Regions from separate parts of the Macaca mulatta genome. Here all the other regions are linked to region 3. The links are chromatin contacts, called in public Hi-C maps. All regions are on one chromosome and are shown on one strand. The core of a region is the stretch at or near the end of the contact, and the rest is flanking DNA. Distances in the headings are between cores, read along the strand shown. Region 1 holds the start of RUFY2 (RUN and FYVE domain containing 2). Region 2 overlaps MYPN (myopalladin). Region 3 holds the start of DDX50 (DExD-box helicase 50).

Region 1 (2,974 bases), core at 210-2,709, 620 kb after region 3:
TAGGGAGGCTGAGGTGGGAGGATCACTTGAGCCTGGGAGGTGGAAGTTGCAGTGAGCTGAGATCTTGCCACTACTCCAGCATGAGTGACAGAGACCCTGTCTCAAAAAAAAAAAAAAAAAGAAAAATCTCTTGTAGCTAATAGGATATGCCTATCTAATTCTACTTGAGTCACTACTGGCCCTTAAGGTGACTAAGGCTCATAATCCTGGGAAATGTGAACCGAGATGGATCCAGGGATGAAGTCTGACTTTTTTTTTTTTTTTCTCTGACGTAATCTTGGTATTACAGGCATGCGCCACCACGCCCAGCTAATTTTTGTGTTTTTAGTAGAGATCAGGTTTCACCATGTTAGCCAGACTGGTCTCGAACTTCTGACCGGGTGATCCGCCCGCCTTGGCCTCCCGAGTAGCTGGGACTACAGGCGCGTGCCACCAGGTCTGCCTAAATTTTGTATTTTTAGTAGAGACGGAGTTTCACCATGTTGGTCAGGCTGGTTTCGAACTCCTGACTTCGTGATCTATCCAACTTAGCCTCTCAAAGTACTGGGATTACAGGCATAAGCCACCGCACCCAGCCGAAGTCTGAATTTTAGTGCTTGTGTGGATATTGCTGTAGCACATAATGAAATATTTTTGAATTGTTTTCTTTCTTTTTTCACTTTAGCTTTTTGTAATGAGTTTTATCAACTTGCTTTAGGACGGGCTCTGTGGCTCGGGCCTGTAATCCTAGCACTTTGGGAGGCCGAGATGGGCAGATCCCCAGGTCAAAAGATCAAGACCATTCTGGGCAACATGGTGAAACCCCGTCTTTATTAAAAATACAAACATTAGCTGGGCGGGGTGGCGCTCGCCTGTCATCCCAGCTACTCGGGAGGCTAAGGCAGAAGAATCCCTTGAACCCGGGAGGCAGAGGTTGCAGTGAGCTGAGATCGCGCCACTGCACTCCAACCTGGTGACAGAGCGAGACTCCATCTCAAAAAAAAAAAAAAAACCCAAAAAACAAAAAAAGTCGTAATTTGGGGCTAACTAGTTTTAGTAGGTTTCTGCCTGCTGTTAATTGCTTCAGATTTTCTAAATTCTTTTGGTCCCCTTTGTGTTTGTGAAGGTGAAGGGGCAGTAGTCAGGCGTGTTATTAGATCAGGCCCCGCCAGCCCGGTGGAAGCAACGTTTGCGTGTGGCCGGCCGCCCCTTGAAATCCGGCCTTCGCGCTCCGGCGAAGCCCCCGGGGCACGGGACCGAGGGCCCAGCACTCTGGCTCCTCACACCCGTGGTTTCCATCACGTTCCTTTCCTTCTTGCGGTCCCAGCGGATGCGAGGAGGCTTAGAGACAGGGGGCTTGCTCTCCCGCCCGCCAGAGGCTCCGCGGGTCCCCGCCCGACCTGGGGCGCCGCTCCCCCTGGGGCCGCCCGGGCGCCCTCCCGCCGCCGGGGGCGCTGTGGGCCGCAGCGGGCCTGGCTGCAGATGCGGTGGTGGCCGCCGAGCGCCTGGAGGGAGCTGCTGGCCAGGCCAAGGAAGCCCCAGCCCGAGATCGCACAGCCGCCGCTGCCGCCATGGGTAAGGCGAGCGGGCCGAGACCGAACCCTCGGCCCTCAGTCCCGGGCCGAGGGCTCCGGCCAGGCGGGGTGGACCGTGAGCTGTGGGAGACGCCGAGGCCGGCAGTCGGAACTGGGGCCCGAACCCGGGATGGGCGGGGACTGCCTGGGACTCGGGGGCTCCCGGGGTCGTCATGGCAACGTGCCCCCTCCCTTGTTCCGGCCCGTTCCCGCCCAGGTTCTGAGGCATAGTGGCCGAGGGCTCGAGGTGCCACGGCGTCCAGGAGCGAGGACTGGGCCGGGCAGGGTGTCACTCCGGAGTCGGGGAGCAGTCGGGGAGGGGCGATGACTTTTCAGGTTTGGGGGTGGCGGAGGGAAGACGCATCTCAGGTTTTGGCCTGGGTGCCTGACGCCGAGGGCGGGAGACGGGGAGTGCTGACGCGCAGGAGCCTGGGTGAGCCCGCCGCGATGGTCCTGGGGGGCCCCAGGCCTCTGGGCAGCCTTGCTGGGGGGAAGGGGCAGGAAGAGAAGCAGGGAAGGGGTTGGTCCTGGCAAGGTGCGGGCACTGGCCCTGGGAGTCCTCGCGCGCCTGCGGCCGGGTTTGGGGGTCACGTCCCAGCCGGAGGAGTCCTGGAGCGCAGCCGGGGCGTGGCCGCGGTGTGAGCGCCCCTCGGCGTGGGAACTGCCAGTGCCCAGCACCGATCTGCCTCCCAGCAGCTGCAAAACACCCTTTGTGTGGTTGTGGCATCGCACGTTAGGAATTATGATGGGCTGTGTTAAAAATGAGAGTTGCCACGGATTATGAAACATCAAGTGGTTTCACTCCTGAAAAGTAGTGGGAGTCAGACCACGATGCAGATTTAAAGGAATGTCGTGTGTGGACATTTTTCCACCAGGCAGTTTGGCCACAGCAGTTGTGGCTGTTTGCATTTTAGGTTGCTTAGGATTCAGTGTCAGTCTTCATGCCTAGCTATCTAGAAATCAGAGCTAGAATACTAGATCTTTGGAGACTCTAGGTTTTGTTGTTGTTGTTGTTCAGTGAAGGAAAAACGGACACATTGATGACTTGTACATTTGTCAGAGATTATGAAGTGTTATATTAAGTGCTTTGTTTTTCCACACCTTAGTTTTGTCATCTGTGTTTGTTGAGGGTATTTCCACCAGTCACAACAGTGACGAGATGATGGGGAAGCGTCTGAATTTCTAAGTAAACAGAATAAAATTTGTGGGAAGGAGGACAATAGTTTTGTGAATTGAAAACATCTTGCTTGATGATACTGTGTCTTCAAAATATCAATTAAAAATCAGGCCTTTTGGAATATACATCTATTAACTTGGTATTCAGACTGGCGCTGTGGCCTTTCTCAACTGTGTGGATGGCTGAGAAGCATTAATGTAAAACTGGTCTCTGCTTTTCTCTTTGAAAATAAAACAGTCATGCA
Region 2 (2,854 bases), core at 39-2,538, 810 kb after region 3:
TTTTCTGAGTAATGGATGAAAAGCTTTGGGATCATATTAGGGTAGCACAGGGCAGGTCAGCTGGTACCTGAGTTGGCTCCAGGTAGCCATTAGGGGTTTGAACACTTGAAATAATATTAATATAACTGGAGCAGTTACTGAGTAGGGAGAAACAGCAGGACTAGAGGCAGGAAGACCAGAAGGAGTACGTTATGGCTGAAGTCAGAAGTATTGAGGTCAAGTGGCCGGACCTGGTGGCTCATGCCTGTAATCCCAGCACTTTGGGAGGCCAAGGCAGGCATATCACTTGAGGTCAGGAGTTCAAGACCAGCTTGGCCAATATGGTGAAACCCCGTCTCTACTAAAAATACAAAAATTAGTTGTGTGTGATGGCTCACGTCTGTATTCCCAGCTACTTGGGAGGTTGAGGCAGGAGAATTGCTTGAACCCGGGAGGCAGAGGTTGCAGTGAGCCAAGACTGTACCACTGCACTCCAGGCTGGGTGACTCCAGAGCAAGACTCCATCTCAAAAACAAACAAACAAACAAACAAACAAAAAACAAGACTATTACTGAGTGCAAGTGAAGGAAGTAATGGAAGTCTGAACTGGAGCACTGCAGGGGAAAGGAAGAAACTCCTGACTATAAGAAGAATGATAGAAGTAGAATTAGCAGGACTTGTCCATTGATAGGGTAGAGGAAGCAAAAACTGACTTGGATGTTTCTTATTAGAATTATGAAGAACGTTGATGGTGCCATTAACAGAAATCATTAAACTGATTAAGGAATGATTTATAAAGGGAAGATGAATCTGATTTTGGATATGTTGAAAACAAACATCCAATGGAACTAAAATTTTTATTCAAATATTCCTCATTGCAATTGAATTCTAATTGGATTCTTTTTTTAAAGTTAATATTTTGTAGAGATAGAGTCTTGCTATTTGCTTAGGCTGGCCTCGAACTCTTGGGCTCAAGCGATCCTCCTGCCTGGGCCTCCCAAAGTGCCGGAATTACAGGCATGAGTCATCGTGCTGGGTTGAATTCTAGTGGAATTCTTAAAGCAGGGCCCTGATTTGTTTGACACAGTGATTCTCAACAAAGGGGTATTCTGCCTTTTAGGGAACATATGGCCATGTCTGGAGACATTTTGGGCTGCCACAACTTGGGGAAGAACAACTAGTGGGTAGAGGCCAGGGATGCTGCTAAACATTCCACAATGCACAGGACAGTCCGCCATAACAAAGAATTATCCAGTCCAAAGTGTCAGTACCCTTGAGGTTGGGAAACCCTGCTTTAATATAATCTAATAGCTCAAATTTCAGGAATTGTTAGGCCTGTTAATATTTGGGAGTGAGACAGTGTCATCTAGTGGCCAAATGTAATATTTATCCTAGTTCTCTGTTGAACACTAAAGGCAAGAGAAAAAATTCAGAAAGCTAAGACACAGAGATGAAGAACATCCTTTCATGGGAGAACCATCTAGGGTTTACAGAAGTAGGTGTGATGGGGAGGTCTTGTGTACAATCTAGAAGCAGTCCTGGAGTTAGAAAGTGCTCTTTAAGCTGGACACGGTGGCTTACGCCTGTAATCCCAGCACTTTGGGAGGCTGAGGTGGGTGGATCACTTGAGGTCAGGAGTTCGAGACCAGCCTGGCCAACACAGCGAAACCCCATCTCTACAAAAAATACAAAAATTAGCCGGGCGTGGTGTTGCGTGCCTGTAATCCCAGCTACTTGGGAGGCTGAGGCAGGAGAATCGCTGGAACCTGGGAGGCGGAGGTTGCAGTAAGCCAAGATCGTGGCATTGCACTGAAGCCTAGGTGACAGCAAGACTCCATTAAAAAAAAAAAGAAAGAAAGAAAGAAAAAAGTACTCTTTGCTTATAAGAGATCTCATAATAGAAGTCAATATGGAAACAATATTTTACTGGATTCCATATGAAATGCATTCTATTCCATTACGGGTGCCTATATTGCATTACTGTTACTGAATGCATTAAAAAACAGAATCTAATAATCCTGCTGAATAATTGAAATAGTTATTGCTTGGGGATGTAACCTATGGCATTTTGTTTTATTAAGAAATAAAGATTGAAAAGACTTTTAAAGTTATGAAAAAATAGAATGAAGAGCACTAGAAACTTCCACTTTGCTTCAAGAGACAGCATTCTGCATGCCTCAAATATTACCTTCTCTAGTAGGTTGTGAGCTCTCTGAGGGCAGGGACTGTGACTTATTCATATCTTTATATCTGCCTCAGTATCTAGCACAGCATCTCATACAGAGTAGACATACAAATGATTTCTCGAGTGAATGAATTTATTTTTATGCTGGAAATCCTTGCCTTGAAGTGAAGAAAGTTTCAAGCCTTTCTAAGCAGTTACTATCTGTTCACACAAATACAATGCCAGCTGGGGGTGCTTGGCACAGACAGCATCAGAGATTCGAGCACAGGGAATTGGTAACAGACACCTGCAATTCATTTCCCTGGACAGCCTAGAGCAAACTGTGCTATCATGAGCGTTCCCAGGGCAGTGTTTGGACTGGTGTGTGGGTGGTATATTCCTGCAGAATATAAGATTAGGCTATCTTATAATAGACATAATAATAGAAGATTCATTCATCCAGCAAATATTTATTGAATGTCTACTTTGTGCTAGGTACTCTTCTAGGCACTAGGGATATCACAGTGAACTCAAGTCTAAAAATTCCTTAAGAGGCAGGGTTTGAATTGGTGATTAGAATAAAGATGCATATTCCCCTTTCCCCCAACTTTTCCACTTAGCAGAATATTTTCTACATAGAAAACGCAATTTGACTAATGATCTCAAAGCATTTCAAAGCGATTAAAGACCTCTCCTTCCAAAACCACTGCT
Region 3 (2,750 bases), core at 44-2,543:
AAAAGTTCTGGAGATGGATGGCGGTGACAGCTGCAAAACGATGTAAATATACTTAATGTCACAGAGCTATATACCTAAAAATGGTTAAAATGATAAATGTTACGTATATTTTAGCACAATAAAGAAAAGTGTTAGCTGGAATGGCAAGTTTACCTTAGTGATAAGGTCAGAGAGGTAGATTCTGCTTTCTAAGGCTATACAAGTAAGTCTCATTCTTTGGTTGAATGTCAGCCTCCGAATACTGCCACCTTAGCCTCTTCAGCTGATTTCTTTTTTCCAGGTCAAGTGTCTCCAGTAATAATTTTACCTGGGCATTTTTCAGCACCTTGTGATCCTCTGAGTGTTTCAGGATGTTTTTTCCTTTTCCTATTTTTTTTTTTTTTGGAGGCCATGGGGGTGGGAGGAGGAAAGACTACAACTCCTCTACAGGCTCCTTGAGAGCAGGGACTATTTCTTTACTTATTTAGTTTAACCTCCTTGATGCTCAGCAAAGAGTATGGTACAAATTAGGTTCAATAAACACCTGCGGATTGAATGAAAATACTGACCGTAAAAGCTATTAATAATGCAACCCACACGATCTCCATCACTGACAAATCCTGGCAAGGCTCACCGTCACACTTTTCCTTAAGCCTCTATAGTTACGGAGGTTTGTAAACCTAAGATCGCTTTCCCCAGGATTCTTGCACAGGGGACAGAGTGACAGAAGCAACACATATTCAAAGCAATCATTTTTTCTTAATTATCTTCTAAGAGGGCCAATAAGAACGAAATGACAGGCGTCACTGCTTATGGAGAGAAAGAACAGATTCCACGGTGATGCGAGCTTGAGTCTGCCCATCTCTGAGATTCAGGCGCCAACGGGAACGGCTGAGGGGCCACGCGGGGGGGAGGCCCAAAGCCCAGGGCCATCTTTATCCAGGTCGGGAGTATGGAGGTGGAAATGGTCCCTGAGCGACCTCAGAGGGCCGAGGGCGGCGCGAAGAGAGGCCCTCAGATGCTCCGGCCCGGTTCTGACAGGCCATCATCAGGGACAGACAGTTCCCCTCCCCGCCCAAGCCGGCGCAGCCCAAAAGGAGGCGCGGCCCATGCTCAGCGCACCTTTTGCCTCTCCTTCTTCTGGCTCTCGGACTCCTCCAAGGGTGCTTCCAGCTCCATAATGTCCCCCCACAGGAGTTTCCCAGGCATTACTGGCCACCGCCGCCTCCCTCGGGGCACAGTGGCCACTACCACCTACGGGCAGCGACAGCGTGAAAGGAAGCGGGGGCAGGGCGGCCGCCCGGCCTTGGCCGTGCGTCACTTCCGGGACACGCACCGCGCGGCGGGGAAAAATAATCCCGGATACTCTCAGTTTAAGTCCTTCCATTGCGCCGCAACTTCTGAACCAATGAGTGTGAGAGATCTCAACTGGCCCACCCTTATTGTGAAGTGATTGGCTACTAGAGTAAAGCCCTGGCCAATCTCCATAAGGAAAGCACGCACAGGTTAGCATAAATAATTCGGTTTATCTTCCCCTCCCCCACTCCGAACTGGTCTCCACGGCCCCGCAGAGTTTTTTGGGGGCTTCCCAGTGTTCACTGCTGGGGCTGGGAAGCCCTTCGACGTGGGTAGACACTGTCCGGCGCGCGGTGGGCGGGTGCGTGGGCAGGTCTGCGCTGAGGCCAGTGGGCACCGCCACGCGCCGCCTCGCTATTTGCCGCCGGAAGCTGAAGCCCTCCGCCCCGCCCATTGCGGGGGAGATGTTAACGACCAACGGCTTAGCGCGAGGCCACGGGCCTGGCGACGGTGGAGACTGGGTTTGCGCAGTTTGCGGTGGGCCAGATGGGTCGGAGGTATAGCCGGGAACGGACAGATGTCTGTCCCTGAAGTCTTAGGTTTTAATCGTGAAGTTGGTCACTGGTTCATTGTGATCCTTCTCACGCTGTCCATTTGACCTAAGAAGAAACCCGAGATAGGAATGTATTTGTCTGAAGTCCCACAGCCTGTTAGTGGCACAGTCAGGACCAGGGACTTCAGCTCCTGAAGCCGAGATCAGTGCTTTCTCTGCCACATCAACCTGAAAACTTTGTTTTGCAGTGTTTTGGGGAAGATGCTCCCATGAAACTACAGGAAAAACCCGAAGAAGCCTCACATTTTCTGCTAGCCGAAAGAGCCAAAATGTCTTCCACAGAGTATCTATTTGCAGTAAAAAATGATTTAATTTTAGCGATGGGGATTAACTGCCCGTGAATCACAACCTTACACAAAACTGAAACCTTTGACAATACAAATGGTAACTTCCTTAGTGTGTTTGTATACCTTTGCTTACTATCACCGAAGCTAGCTAGTTGCCTTTTCACAGTCATTTCTTCATCTCTTCATGATCCTTTCAACCCAGCTACTCAACCCAATGGAGACACAGGGCTACTCATAAACCTCTTGATAACGTCTAGCACACCGCCTTAAAACCTAAGCATCAAACTGTGTCCTAGCAAAATTACAAATTGTTAGGTGTTGTGGAGTTTGGGAATTGGTCCTGAACAGCTGGAACCAGAAATGTTAAATCTGTGATTTTTTCAAGCCTTCTGCATAACTACGGCTTGGCCTGAAGGCAAGGGCTATACGTTTGCATGTAACTTTATGGATTCAGTACTTACAAACACAAGGAGTGTTCAGTAATTGATGACGCAGAAAGGCACCTGTCTTCCTAGGTTATTAGAATAGCTATGCATCTCTAGATCTGCGGGTTTCTACATCCTTTTATCCTAATC

What was found. A called contact is a pair of places that touch in the nucleus more often than the background predicts.
Region 1: a contact with region 3 is called in a Hi-C map of fetal cortical plate, with 2.9 times the contacts expected there. The contact joins the promoter of RUFY2 here to the promoter of DDX50 in region 3. A contact is called at or near these places in 2 of 14 Hi-C or Micro-C datasets (fetal cortex germinal zone and fetal cortical plate).
Region 2: a Hi-C map of fetal cortical plate shows a contact between it and region 3, with 4 times the contacts expected there. The contact joins the enhancer-like site here to the promoter of DDX50 in region 3. A contact is called at or near these places in 2 of 14 Hi-C or Micro-C datasets (fetal cortex germinal zone and fetal cortical plate).

The regions. Positions count from the first base shown.
Region 1 is chr9:81,360,355-81,363,328 of T2T-MMU8v2.0, forward strand. It overlaps RUFY2 (RUN and FYVE domain containing 2), which reads left to right and starts at 1,460. Exons shown (of 17, transcript XM_077946693.1): 1 at 1,460-1,554. The coding sequence starts at 1,551.
Region 2 is chr9:81,551,408-81,554,261 of T2T-MMU8v2.0, forward strand. It overlaps MYPN (myopalladin), which reads right to left. Exons shown (of 20, transcript XM_015147514.3): 20 at 2,280-2,854. Among named protein-coding and RNA genes, the nearest start is that of ATOH7, 20 kb to the left of the region's middle. Within about 2 kb of position 1,289, at least 1 of the 40 cell types and tissues checked has an H3K27ac peak or open chromatin away from gene starts, as enhancers often do. A contact at or near this core is called in fetal cortical plate, where this site is marked.
Region 3 is chr9:80,739,972-80,742,721 of T2T-MMU8v2.0, forward strand. It overlaps DDX50 (DExD-box helicase 50), which reads right to left and starts at 1,294. Exons shown (of 15, transcript NM_001258182.1): 1 at 1,102-1,294. The coding sequence starts at 1,188.